Linked DNA regions of Mus musculus: all the other regions are linked to region 1. Evidence: chromatin contacts called from public Hi-C data. All regions are on one chromosome and are shown on one strand. The core of a region is the stretch at or near the end of the contact, and the rest is flanking DNA. Distances in the headings are between cores, read along the strand shown.

Region 1 (4,382 bases), core at 1,035-3,534:
CTGGGGCACTGAGCCTTCTCAGGACAAAGGGCCTCCCCTCCCATAGATGTACAACAAGGCCATCCTTGGCTACATATGCAGATGGAGCCATGGGTCTCTCCATGTGTACTCTTTGGTTGGTTGTTTAGTCCCTGGAAGCTCTGGGGATACTGGTTGGTTCATATTGTTGTTCCTCCTAGGGGGCTGCAAGCTCCTTCAGCTCTTTAGGTCCTTTCTCTAGCTCCTCCATAAGGGACCTTGTGCTCAGTCTAAAGGTTGGCTGAGAGCATCCACCTCTGTATTTGTCTGGCACTGTCGGAGTCTTTCAGGAGACAGCTATATCAGGATCCTGCCAGCAAGCACTTGTTGGCATCCACAATAGTGTCTGGGTTTGGTGACTGTATGTGAGATGGATCCCCATGTGGGGCAGTCTCTGGATGACCTTTCCTTCAGTCCTTGCTCCACACTTTGTCTCTGTATCTCCTCCCGTGGCTATTTTGTTCCCCCTTCTAAGAAGGTGACAATGATGATGGTGGTGGTGATAGTTAGTTAGTCACAGCAAACAAATGTTAGGGTCTTACTGTGTTCTGGGCCTAACACATACTGAATGTTCTGATGGAGCTATCCCATGTCTGTTTGACAGAGATATATCCCTGATGCTCAAATCACTTAGGGTATATTTTTCAAGTTATAGTAAATTAGAGCTCAGACAATTTACATTCACTTACTCCCCTTAATGAAACATTCAAGGCTGGATACTGTAAGCACTGGGTTGAGGATTTGTGAACTCATTTGGCTCCTGCTCATGTTCTCTCTGGCTGTTTCTTTGGGGACTGAGTGAAGAATGCTAAAATGAGAGTCACAAGCAGAAACACGAGTGAGAACTGAGCATCTGCTTGCCACTCCTGCTTGTCTTATATCTCTTGACACCATGCCCCAATCAAACTCCAGACCCACAGACCCCCTCTAAAGCCCTGTGGCCCTTTGTTTAAATCCCCGCGCTCAGTCCCTCCTGGAACTTGCAGATATTCTAGTCTCTGCCAGAACGACTTTTTCTATTCCCCTTGTCTGATTAATGTCCCCTTTCCACCCCCTCCTCTTGGTGTCACATTATAAGGGATTTGCCCCACCCCCAACCTCCCACTGGGTCTGGCTTCTCACTTAGCAATGCAGCTTCCTTCCTAATGGTGGTCAAGGCTGTAGTCGGACACTTGCCTTCATTGGTTAATTCATCGGACTCTACGCATGCAAAAACAGGGAGAGCTTGTCTTCTTTTGATTGGTTTTGCATCTCTGCCACCTAACCCGTAGTGTGGATTTAAAAACTGTCTATTGAAGAATTGAGTAAACAGGAAGATGTAGATGTGTGTCAGTTCTTTGTATGTGGTGACAGATTCCATGTGAGCTGGTCCCTAAATCCATGCATAGGGCAAGGGGGACAGGGTATTATGATCACAGCCAGGATCAGGATCCTGAAAGTATGGATGGCCACATCAAAGACTTCACAGGTCATCATTGTGCCAAAGTGGTCACAGACACTGTGTGAGCAAGCCTGGCTGTGTTTTAGTAAAAGCATATTTATAGACTCAGTGACTTGAATTCCACGTCATTTATTTGTATCACGGAATATTTTTCTTCTTCAAACTTTTGTCTACAACTGCTTAAAATGTGAAAATGGCTCTTAGACTATGTCAGTTGTACAAATATAGGTTGCCTGTTAGATTCAGGCCATAGGCTGATCCCTAGTTGATGCTCTTGCTATCTACCCTCGGGTGTTTCCTTTGACATTTTCCAGAAGGTCACACTCCTTGCCTGCCTCTCATTATTTCTGTGACCCGTAGAGTGCTGCTCAATATTGGCTGTTCAGGAACATAGTGGTTGGGTTAGCTGAGTACAATGGTGACCTCTGAAGGTAAAGTGTAGCTCATGTATGAGCATTTTGGGGGTCTTGGACATGCTCCTCCAGCTGTGGGAATGTAAGGATGTCTGTCTGTGGGGGATGAGAAAGATACTGATGGACAGCAAAAGGATATTATCAAGGTGAGAAGGCAGATGCCAGAATCCCAGAACTGTGGGCAGCCTTGGTGGGGGGCTGTCTGTCTTCTCATCTGTTTGGAAAGTCTCATATCCATCCCCAGAATTGAATTATATTGCTTTCCCCCAGCGATACCTCATGCTTGTGAAACTCAGCCTTTTTTCCACACCATTCATTTTCACCAAATAAGGCTTGACATTTGTGAAGGGTTAGTGAAGATAAGACTCAGGGTGGAGCAAAAGGATGTGAGAAGGGTTACCACATGCAGTGTGTGGGCAAAGATCACAGATGACATCTGTTTTCAAAAGGAGAAGAACCCAACCAACCAGTTCTCAGTCCTCTAAACCTGATTCTTTTGGTAAATGCCTACAGTGTATGTGTGTGTGTGTGTGTGTGTGTCTGTGTGTGTGTGTGTGTGTGTCTGTGTGTGTCTGTGTGTGTAAAACCTGGCAACTCCAGTTTGCTTTGTATTTCACTGTCTTTTTCTCACAAGTGCAATTAACCGTGGCCACCTATGAATATTTCCCTGTGGGACACTTGGAAGTCTGTGGCCTTCTTCCATGTCAATGGCCACTTCTATTCAGCATGGCATGCTTTCTCACAGGGATCAAATTTGACTTCTGTACAATTACCAGCTCTCTCCCTGTGGAAACAGACATGCTAGCTTACATTTTCTTATTTTTGCTTGCTTTCCTGCACTTGTGTCCTGTGCAGGAGAATCTGGTCATATCAATTACCTGACCCAGGGACTAAGAAGAATGAAAATGTTTAGGAGATGGTTGTCCCCAAATTCAACCTACTGATGCCATGAAATTTCCCCCTGGGAAAAAAATGGCTAAAATGGTAAATTTTAAGTTTTACCATAATAGAAAGTTGATCTTTGTCCTAGTTACTTTTTTTTTCTTTTTCCTTTTTTTTTTTTTTTTGCTTAACTTGTTCTAGTTACATGGTCACTTTTATCATCCCTGGACCAAATACCTGACAAGAAGAAGTTTAAGAAAGAAAGGGTTTATTTTGCCTTATAGTTCTGAGGGTGGGGGATACAGTCCATTATGGTGGGAAAAGCATGGTGACAGAAGCCAAAAGTTGGCTGATGGCAGTGACTGACAGCCAGGAAGCAGAGAGTGAACAGGAATTGGGTCCGGTTAGAATGCCTTGACATCTCTTCTAACATTCATAATCTACTTCGAGCAAAACTCTGCCTTCCAAAGGTTCTACAGTATTCCAAAACAGTAAAACCCCCTGGGGAGTAAGTGTTCAGACACATGAGCCAACAGTGGGTAGGGGACATTTCACATTCAAACCACAGCAGTTCTCAATGACCACAGAACAACTTTATAAGAATAATAGGGATCGGAGATATAGCGATATCACAACAGTTGAAAGCATTTACAGCTGTTGCAGAGGACTCAGATTTAGTTATAAGTACCCATATGGCACATTCTAACTCTATCTCCAGTTCTAGGGGATCTGATGTCTTCTTATGTTCTCCGTGAGCACCAGGGATGGCATGTATGTGGTACACATACATATATGCAGAAAAAACATTCATACACACAAAATGAAAACAAAGAAATCTAGGAAGACCATGATAGGAACCCACTGAAGATTTTGTACCTCTGTATTAGTTAGGATTTCATCACTGTGACCAAAATGTCAGGCACAAACAACTTAAGGGAAGAGTTATTTCTTTTGCATTATTAGTATTTGGAATAATGGTGGGGAGAGCTTGGTGGAGTAGTGTTCTTCATATCATGATGCTCAGAAAGGAGAGAAAGGAGAATGTTGGTGTTCTCTGGCCGTCTCCTGCTACCCCCTTTTATTGTCTAGAGGCTTTCCAGTTTGTGGGATGGTGCAACCACATTCAAGGCAGGTGTCTACTTTATGATTAATCCTCTCTGTGAATGTCCTCACAGATAAAACCAAGAATGTGTATTATCTAGGTGATTCTTGGTTGATTATAAACTCTTTATTTCTCATTCCACCTGTTTTCCTCATAGTTTTAGCACATGTATTTGTTGCTGGGAATAATGTATTATGTAGTTAATCATGGCTGCATTTTTTATGATTCCCAGGGAATATGCCCGATTCTCCAAGGTATGTGTCCAGAGAAGAAATGTCATTGACTTAGGAATCTCTAAGTCAGCTACATCCAGTTAAACTCCCATCTCTGTGATTTTATCACATTCTACTTCACCACACATTGGTTAAGAAGACCCATCAACCATAGGCTGAGGAAATTGCTAAGTCAGGAGAATGGTTGTCTAGCATGCACAAAGCCCTGAGTTCCATCCCAGCAGCAAACCAACAATGTCTGGTGATGTTTTGTTATTCCACTACTCTGAAGATGAGGACAGATGGATGATGAG
Region 2 (4,382 bases), core at 663-3,162, 610 kb before region 1:
AGTATCAAAATTACAGTTAAGAAAAAACAACAAAGTAGTTTTGTGGATGCTAGTCCCCATAGCATGAGGAACTGTATTAAAGGGTTGCAGCTTTAGGAAAGTTGAGAAGCACTGCTCTGGAGCCTCCTAGCTTGTGTCTGTGAAACTCTACTCCCAGTCGCCCAGTGTCCCAGGCCTCTTCCCCAAGAAGATAGCCTTCAGGCAGGTCTTGTGGCCACAGATCTTGCTTCTATCACAGCCCTACCTTGATCCCAGTGTTCCCATCTGAAAAAAAAGGAGGGGGGTCGCGAGATCTAAAAACTAGGGTCACTTCATCTGGCTTTATTTCAGGGTCTGCCCTGTGTCTACAGGCCTCAGCATCTTAAAAATGGGATGACAGATAAAAGAACCTTACCCCAGAAGGCTATGAAAAGACTCCTTCTTAGAGGGATTTACAGGGCACTACTACTCCTTGAAGTGCTACTGACAGTTAATGAGTTAATGGTGTGGGCAGTGAGGAGTTGTGTGAATATTCCTTCCCATCCATGCACAGACAAGCAATTTCAGTTAAACTAGGAGAGCAACAATAGTCAGATAGATGGAGGGAGGGAGGGAGGGAGAGAGAGAGAGAGAGAGAAAGAGAGAGAGAGAGAGAGAGAGAGAGAGAGAGAGAGAAACAGATAAGGAGAGAGACTAGTTGTAAAGAAGGTATCCAACATGAAGAGTAAAAAAGTGAATCTGATCAAAACACACCATACACATATATAATTATAATTTTAAAAATTCTTAGTACTATTTCTTCAGGTGCCCTCTTTAGGCCCTGTGTGTCCCACATCTGTGGTACTTGGAGGAAAGTGTCAGGCTAATCAATTGTGAGGATCCTCCAGGGATCCTCAGGCTCTGTGTTTAAAAATACAAAACAACAACAACAAACACACACACACACACACACACACACACACACACACCCTTCTTCCTTGGAGTGGATGAGCACTGCGTCATACCTCTAATCAGTAGGGGTTTTAGTGGGGTTGAGACTGTGCATAAAATGTGAGTACTTTCTGTTGTAGGTATGTTAAAATTTAAATCCTTTAGGTTGACATCTGACACTCTACATGACCTACATTCTGCCTCCCCTTAATATGAGCTCATGTATGTATGTATGTATGTATGTATGTATGAGATTTTAACGACATTTGCACTGGGAAGTGTGCTCTTCGGTTCATGTGAGTCCAGTTGGCTAAAGAGATGCAATGATAAGATGCAAATCTCCTTCCTAATGCCTAGCAACATTTGCTCCCATTCTTAGTGATTTTCCATAACCCATATGTGTTGATGCAGATTAGTATTAGGGTACGTTTGAGGGAAACAGCACACTTACAAAGCAGCAAAGATAGTTACTACTGTACCGGTTGGCTGGGCATCAGAACCCTTTCTTCTGGATTACATCTTATACTTACTCATTTAGTGACTCCTCATTGGGGCCCAACCCTGAGCCCAGCAGCAATGAGTAAGCCTACCTCTTCCTCCTTTACCGAAGGCTACATTCTAGGTCCTATGATCATAAGAGCCATTGCGTATGCCTTGGCTTCAGAAAGTTCAGTAGAACCCTGGTACTTAGCTGTGCAGGCTGGCTCCCTAGCAAGCCACTTTCTGTGGTGTAGTGACCTGTACTGATAACTCCAGCTCTGACTTCTCACAGTCTAAAAGTCCTACAGGCCAACTTTTAAATCTTTTGTGCAGTCTGAGCTGAGAGAGATCAGGAGTCAGCTAAGTGCTGATTGGTGAATGAAGCAGAAATCAGTTATCACCATGGAATAGCACACGCAAATGTGTTGTTCATTTTGGGAAACTGAGTCATGAGCAATAAACGATGTAAATGTTTACAAGAGGAAACCAAAAGTAAGTGTTCTAATGAGTCATTGGAAAGGAATACAGGTTCCCAAGAAACAGCTGGGTCAGAACAGAGAGGTTAGCTCTGTAAGACTGCTGGCCTGAGCCAGTGACTGAATGATTCTAACACTGCCCTAACAAAACTTTTCAAAAAGAGGCTCTTCTCTTTGTGGCCCAGATACAACCCCACAAATGAGAAGCAGCACTCAAGTTGGATTAGGTTTGAAGAAAGAAGTTCTGAGTTCTGATAAGGGTAGAGCCAGCCTCTGGGGCAGGAACCTTAAGCAATCTTGGAGGTTACCATAAGTAAAAGTACCAATGCAGAGTGAGGTACAGGTCAACAGGGAAGGCCAGGCCATCAAGGAGCCCAAGATAAATCTTCCCTGAAAGTCTACCCAGCTGCTGGGGCTGCCATTCAAGAGTCTGGGTGCCTGAGGGTATGCCGCCTTTCATGCCCACCCAAACTAAGAACTTCCTATTCTGTAACCATGATGGGCAGGGGATGCTCCTGATACAGAAACACATGGTTCCTGGCCTGATGTACCTACCCAACTAGGAAACAGCCGCTTACTCCCTCAGCTCCCTCAGCTGAGAGCGACAGGTCTTTCCCAGACCTAGGAGCCTCAGCATGAGCTGTCCCTCTGCCTAGTCACACTGGATCTCTCCTCACCTCTGCTACCCTCAGCAACTCCAGCCTCTGGAAGAGACTCTGTGCTTTGCTAGCCTTTACTTGAAGTTTTCCTTTGAAGCAGTGTCTGAAAGTTGCCCTGGCACATCCATATGACTGTCAGAGGATGCCCTTACCTGGCTGTGAGCCCCTAGAAAACTGAGCACGGGGGGTATTCAGTGTCAGGCAGCCCTGGGCACAGCCTGGAGCTTGCCAGACACTCTAGGCATATGTGTGGGAAACAAAATGGAGCTGACTCTATGTTAGGGTTCTCTGTGCTGTCCCCAGAGAATTCCAGGCAGAGAAAAACTGATTGGTGTATCCCCATATGAAAAACTGTTAAAATGACTCCTAAAATACAATATCTATGACAAGAATAGACCCTTTAATTAGAGCCTGTGCTCACCATGGTGTTCGTGGCTTGATGTGGTCACATTGTACACTCCAGATTAAAACTGTGAAACATTACAAAGCCACCGTTTATAGTGTAAGAACAAAAGGAAACAGAAATAAAGAAAACACAAAAGTCCATTGTGCATGCAGGCATTCCAGGGGAAAAAAACAGAGGGATTCTGGGGGCTACAGATTCACAGTTGCAGAGGCAGATTCTCATGGAGCTTTTTTAACAGCCATGTTTTCACAGTTATGACAGTGAACTCTCGCCGGGACAGCCTTGTACTTGGTTTTCTGCCAAAGGGTTTCAGGAACATTAAATGTGTTCCTTCTCCTTATCACCAAAGGACAAACCAATAGAAGACACAGAGCCTGGCTTAAACCTCCAGGGAACATCAGTGTGGCCATAGTGAGCAAATTTGGCTTTAGGGCCCCACTGTCTTCCCTGAACTCTGATCTCTACAGGGAAATAAATATCTGAGGTGGGATTACAGGTTTTCTTCTCAGAGACATCTTCAAGCCTTCTCAGAGCCATGGGTTTATAAAAAATTGCATGTGTGGTTTTTTTATTTATTTAAAAAGAGACTAAACTTTTTGACAAACTGTATGGCAGACATTTTGACAAACGTTTAAGCTACCTGTTTAGGCAGACTTATACATGTAGCATGTAATGTGGAAGCAAAATGAGAGGATGGTACAAACCCATTAGGACTTTACCTTGTATACAAAGTAGAATTTCATTCCTTTTTCAGAAATCTAAACATTTAGATACTGCCATATAATGAACGAGGCAGGAAAGAGGCTAAGGAAGGAGGGCCATGGTCAGTAATGAGAGTCACAGAGTACATCTGTGCTGGCCATGAGGAACTCAGAGCATTTGAAATCAGCTGGGCTGACCCACACACCACCACTTTAGAGATCTGTGATTTGAAGCAAGGCTTCTTTTAACTAACTAGAGCTTGGCTCATTCACATATTAAAACAGAATATATCAAAATCTGCCTTGTGGTGGATTATGTGGACTTCATGACTCAAAGGAACATTCCCACAGAGGATAAGCACACTCTTTCCCAATCAAGACCAGCTCCAGCTGGACCATCTCAGTGTTACTGACACAAAGGAGAGGCAATGTGAGGCTTTCTTACTACCTTTGGCCCATCTAAATACAAACTCCACTTGGTAAGAGGAGAAAAGGAAAATCCAAATATTTGCTGATACCTGGGGAATGAGTAGGGATGGAGAAGTGAATATACAAATGTATCATGTAAGGACAGGAACCCAGACAGAGGTTACTGGCCACATGTTACCTAGCTCGAAGAGCAGGCCTTTGTGGCCTGTTTTTTCTTTAGCATGCCACAGCCACTTCATTTCTAAAGTTAGCACCTGCTCAGTAGCCCCATTGGTGTCTGTAGTAGAAACTGTACCCATCCCTTCTTTCTCATATTCTCCCC
Region 3 (4,382 bases), core at 603-3,102, 590 kb before region 1:
CCTACAAACTGCTCTCTGTCATTCCCATTTCCAAAGTTGAAAACCCCTCAGAGAGTTCAGTGATTTCCCCACAGTCCACACTTAGTCCGAACAGAGCCAGAACAGAGTCTGGGGCCTATGTCTCAAGGACCCCACCCAACAAGTCCAATGCAGAAACTCAAAACAGTCATTTAGAAACCTTGCTGGGTGTCCTTTGCAAACATGAATTACAAACAGTGGGGCAGAAGCTAAATTTAGTACTTGCTATGTAGTAGACAGATTCAGCTGGCTTGTAAAAAGCCAGCTCTGTGCAGAGCATGCTGGGAAGTTACAGGCAGATGGTGTAAGAACTTTGTAGAAGTTGCCTCAGTGAGGAAGAGCAAGCAAGTGGAATCAGCTGAAGTGGGGCTTTCCCCCACATGCACTGAGGAGTGACAGAGCTTTGGAGGAAGGGACATTCAGAGAGACATGAGTGGGGGGACAACTTTTTTTAGCACCTTTTGCAGAACCCCTCCTGCTTGAATGAATTCATTTCTCTCACTGGCATTCCTTCCCTTAACATGGCTGCCCATCCAGTCACTGGGATTCAGCCAGGATGTTAAGCCAGAGACAGTCCTGCCCTGCCTGAGCCTTGCTTACCAGAGCCAGTGGGTGGACCTAGAGGGCAGCCCACATTTGTGGTGCTGCTCTAAAGGAGACACAGTGAACTCTAGGGCAGAGGTCCACAGGCAGTGGTGGTTGGGGACAAGGTATACGTGGGGATCATTGAGTTGTTACTTTAGGGGTCAGATAGCTTCACAACAAGCCAGAGTAAGAGGTTCACATAGAAGAAACTACTGTTGTGACCATGGAAGTCCGAGGAACATCAATGGCAGAGGGAGACAAATAATGACTAGAATCCCAGTCCTGAACTCAGACTCCACAGGGTCAAAGCCTGTGAGAGGGCAGAGGTCCTACAGAGGAACACCATGTTAATTTGCCTCAAAGGTCTCTTTTCTGCTCTGGCAGTGCTCTGAATACCCTTCTGTGGTCCATCTTCCACCCTGTACTTCAGAAGTGTATCCACCATCTTCCCCTAGTCCACCGAGATTGAGAACACTATCATAGATTCAGGCATGTGTTTTGAGATTCATTCACTCATTCACCAGTCCCTTGTAGCACTCGATATGCACTGGGCACTGTTTGTGCTCAGCACTATGTACCACCAACATGAGGCCCTGTTCACAAGGGACACCCGGTAAAATGTTCTTTCCAATTGCCCAGATCTAGCACAAAATGGGTCACTCCCTGATGCTAAGCACTAGGTGGGACTGCAAACTTTTATGTCCATTCAGAGTGGACAGCAAGATGGCATAGATAGTTCTACTCATCTTTGTCCTTGAGATGTTTATAATCTAGTAAAGAAGACAGGGGCACCTGATAAAAATCTATAGACTAAAAGTAGATGTAAGTAGGTAGGGAGCTGGAGAACAACCCAGAAGACTCCTGGGCTCCAACGCTACAGTGCACTGAGGTTTAGCAGGATAGGGCTAGATTTCATCTATACGGTGTAGATTCCTTTAAGGTCCTTAATGCCTGGAGTCAGCACAAAAGCTAAAGATAGATGTTGGCCTTCCAGGAAGCCTCAAGATAAGTTTGTGGTCAGCCAGGCTGAACTGTATTAACAAATGACAACTACCTCTCAAAAGGTCACAATTTAGGTCCACAAAGACACTCAAGCCATCTGTGTCAGATTTCTAGAGGGCTTTGCAAATTAATTAGCTATCAGTTACACAGATAAACTGCCACAGGGAGACAGCAAGCTGTTAGCCACAAGTGAGCCAAGGATCACTCAGTGAAGTAGGGCACTGTGGTTTCTACCGTTGCTAAGGGGACAAGATCCCCTATCATGGGTCAGCTGCCACAATCCCCAGCTGGAACTGGCAACCCCCTAACTGAAACAATTCACAGCTCATTTCTTTGAATTTAGTTCTCCTGGAGGCTTTAAGCTCAGCGAGAGATATGCTGTAAAGCAATTTGGTGTTTCATGGCAGATATGTGAGGCTATCAGTAGGTCCCAAGTCTGGGAAGTTCAGGGTTTATTTTCCTTCTTTCTATATAAATGTTGGAAAAAAATAGATGATGAGAAATCCAAGCTTAAGAACCAGGTAGCATCCCTTGAGTGAAAAGAATCAGGTACTAGTGTACTTGGTTAGGCAGCTCTAATGCACTTAGATGCTTTTCCTACCTGTGAGGACATCCTGTCTCCTGCAGATGTATAACCAGAGCTCACCTATTCTCTGTAGATCTCAGAGCTCCCCTAACCAGAAGTGAAAACTCCCTCTTTGACACTCTTGGGAGCTGTATTTGCAACACAGGAGTCAAAGTCAAGAGACGGAGGCCAGATAGCTAAAGGCAGGGCTATATGGCCTTGTACAGATTTCCAAGTCTCTCACAGAGCATAATATAATACTTCTTGCTTGTGAGGACTCATGGGGAAATATACATGCATTTCCTAGTGTACTGTAAAACCATCAAACCCTCCATTTCTGTAAACCCTTGGTAAAACCATAGTGGATCTGATAAATGGCACAGGAGGTGGTGAGTCTAACATAGAGCCACTGAACCTACCCTGAAGAGGTGACCCACAAGTATCCACTGAATGAATGAAGAAAGAGACTGTGCCTGGGGAATAAGAGCATTTGTATTTATTTCCTCTTAGCCTGTCTTTCCCATGTAGAGACGAGTAGACAGTTCCATTCCTCAAGAAGTGCTAGTTCTGCTTTGGGATTGGCTTAGAGTTAGAGAAGTAGCCTGTGGGAAGATCTGAGTTTACCCACTGCAAACCGTTTCTAAACCGGCGTGTGTCATCAAGCACTGTCTTTGCAAGAAGACTCCTGGGACTGTAGTTCCTCAACAAAAGAAAAAAGTAGAAGCTCTTCCCCATGACCCCTTCTGCTCAGGAGGTTTGCAGAAGTACCAAGACTCACTAGAATCCTATTCAGTCCTTGCTCAATTAATCCCACTAATGTGCCTCCAGAGCCTGGGTGGTTCTCAGCTCCATATGAGTAATTTACTATCTTCCAGATATGTTAGCTTGATCGCCATTGTCTTTCCTGTTGAAATAGTTGTGATGGAGCCTCTGTGGGGTAGCAAATGGCAGAGATATGGGGAGACAGGGCTGCCACTTGATCTACCCTCTTGAGCTAACCTTGAATGGATGAAGGGACAAGAGAAAAGCAGGACAAGACAACGTGGTGGGGGCCCTGGTGCACAGGGACCCCAGAAAACGCATCTAGCAAGACTTTGGTGACCAAGACTGAGTAGGAGATCCTTAAAAGTTGCAGAATTTGATACAGCTAGACATCTGAGGGTCTCATGAGATGTTTGCTTCACACCTCTTTCTCAATTCCTGTTTTTGTAGGATGACTACATTTCTTGTCTTGTCTGGAGTTGATAGTGATGGCATTACTGGCCACTGACAGTCATCTTAGCTCTTTGACTCATTCTCTGTCCCTCTCAAATCTACCTAAACGGGCTAATAAATAATCCTGCATCCCCTCCTTCTGATACTATCCCTATTGTCCTGGGCACTTCATGGATACTCACCAGGGTGTTGTTGATCATGCCATGTGGCATCAGTAAGGATGAAGGATGGTAGGCATGGTGGTGGTGTCTGTCTGCAGATCAACAGTTGCCATAGTAATCTATACCTAAGGTCAAATGGTTTGCTGGCATGCCTCCTTCTATCAATAGAGCAGAACCCCTGGATGAAGGTATCCTCCTGGCTTCCATCTTTTACCCAGTGTCTCTTTATTGTTTGACTAGTCACTTCCTAACTCTTGATCATGTACTTACAGAAAAAAAAAGTTATTCTCAGGGTATTATTCATAGTCATAAACTGTTTCCATAAATAACACAGCAAATATGTACCTATAACTTACAGAAACTGAAAGAGTGACATTTCTTAAATAATATCTATAGACACATACTCTAGAACCTTCATGTGGAGCTTCAGTGGACTATCTGTGGGTATCCCATTTGGGAGATGATTACTGACAGATACCAAAGAGAAACTGGATTGTTTCTAAGCAGGAGTCTGAAAATGTTTTGAAATCATAAGAATCTCTTACAATGTCTTCCCATGAGTAGGGCATTCATGGTAAGGGAATGCTGTGGAGTTTTGCGCCTCACAGACAGCTTTTTTTTTTTTTTTTTTTTTTTTTTTTTTTTTTTTGAGACAGGGTTTCTCTGTATAGCTCTGGCTGTCCTGGAACTCACTTTGTAGACCAGGCTGGCCTCGAACTCAGAAATCCACCTGCCTCTGCCCCCAAGTGCTGGGACCAAAGGCGTGAGCCACCACGCCCGGCTCACAGACAGCATTTTTTAAGAGTGTCTAATGAGACCAGTCTTCAGCTCTGCAA

What was found. A called contact is a pair of places that touch in the nucleus more often than the background predicts.
Region 2: a Hi-C map of CD8 T cells shows a contact between it and region 1, with 2.1 times the contacts expected there. The contact joins two enhancer-like sites. A contact is called at or near these places in 3 of 484 Hi-C or Micro-C datasets (CD4 T cells, CD8 T cells and muscle stem cells) and 1 of 115 datasets of contacts at active chromatin or transcription factors (memory CD8 T cells).
Region 3: a contact with region 1 is called in a Hi-C map of the G1E-ER4 cell line, with 6 times the contacts expected there. The contact joins two enhancer-like sites. A contact is called at or near these places in 3 of 484 Hi-C or Micro-C datasets (CD8 T cells, the G1E-ER4 cell line and muscle stem cells) and 1 of 115 datasets of contacts at active chromatin or transcription factors (memory CD8 T cells).

What each region holds. Positions count from the first base shown.
Region 1 is chr15:67,407,942-67,412,323 of GRCm38.p6, forward strand. No RefSeq gene overlaps it. Among named protein-coding and RNA genes, the nearest start is that of 1700012I11Rik, 180 kb to the left of the region's middle. Within about 2 kb of position 2,285, at least 59 of the 459 cell types and tissues checked have an H3K27ac peak or open chromatin away from gene starts, as enhancers often do. A contact at or near this core is called in CD8 T cells, the G1E-ER4 cell line and memory CD8 T cells, where this site is marked.
Region 2 is chr15:66,793,974-66,798,355 of GRCm38.p6, forward strand. The region is part of intron 41 of Tg (thyroglobulin); the gene reads left to right. All of the region lies in intron 3 of Sla (src-like adaptor), which reads right to left. Among named protein-coding and RNA genes, the nearest start is that of Sla, 36 kb to the right of the region's middle. Within about 2 kb of position 1,913, at least 58 of the 459 cell types and tissues checked have an H3K27ac peak or open chromatin away from gene starts, as enhancers often do. A contact at or near this core is called in CD8 T cells and memory CD8 T cells, where this site is marked.
Region 3 is chr15:66,813,824-66,818,205 of GRCm38.p6, forward strand. The region is part of intron 41 of Tg (thyroglobulin); the gene reads left to right. All of the region lies in intron 1 of Sla (src-like adaptor), which reads right to left. Among named protein-coding and RNA genes, the nearest start is that of Sla, 16 kb to the right of the region's middle. Within about 2 kb of position 1,853, at least 70 of the 459 cell types and tissues checked have an H3K27ac peak or open chromatin away from gene starts, as enhancers often do. A contact at or near this core is called in CD8 T cells and the G1E-ER4 cell line, where this site is marked.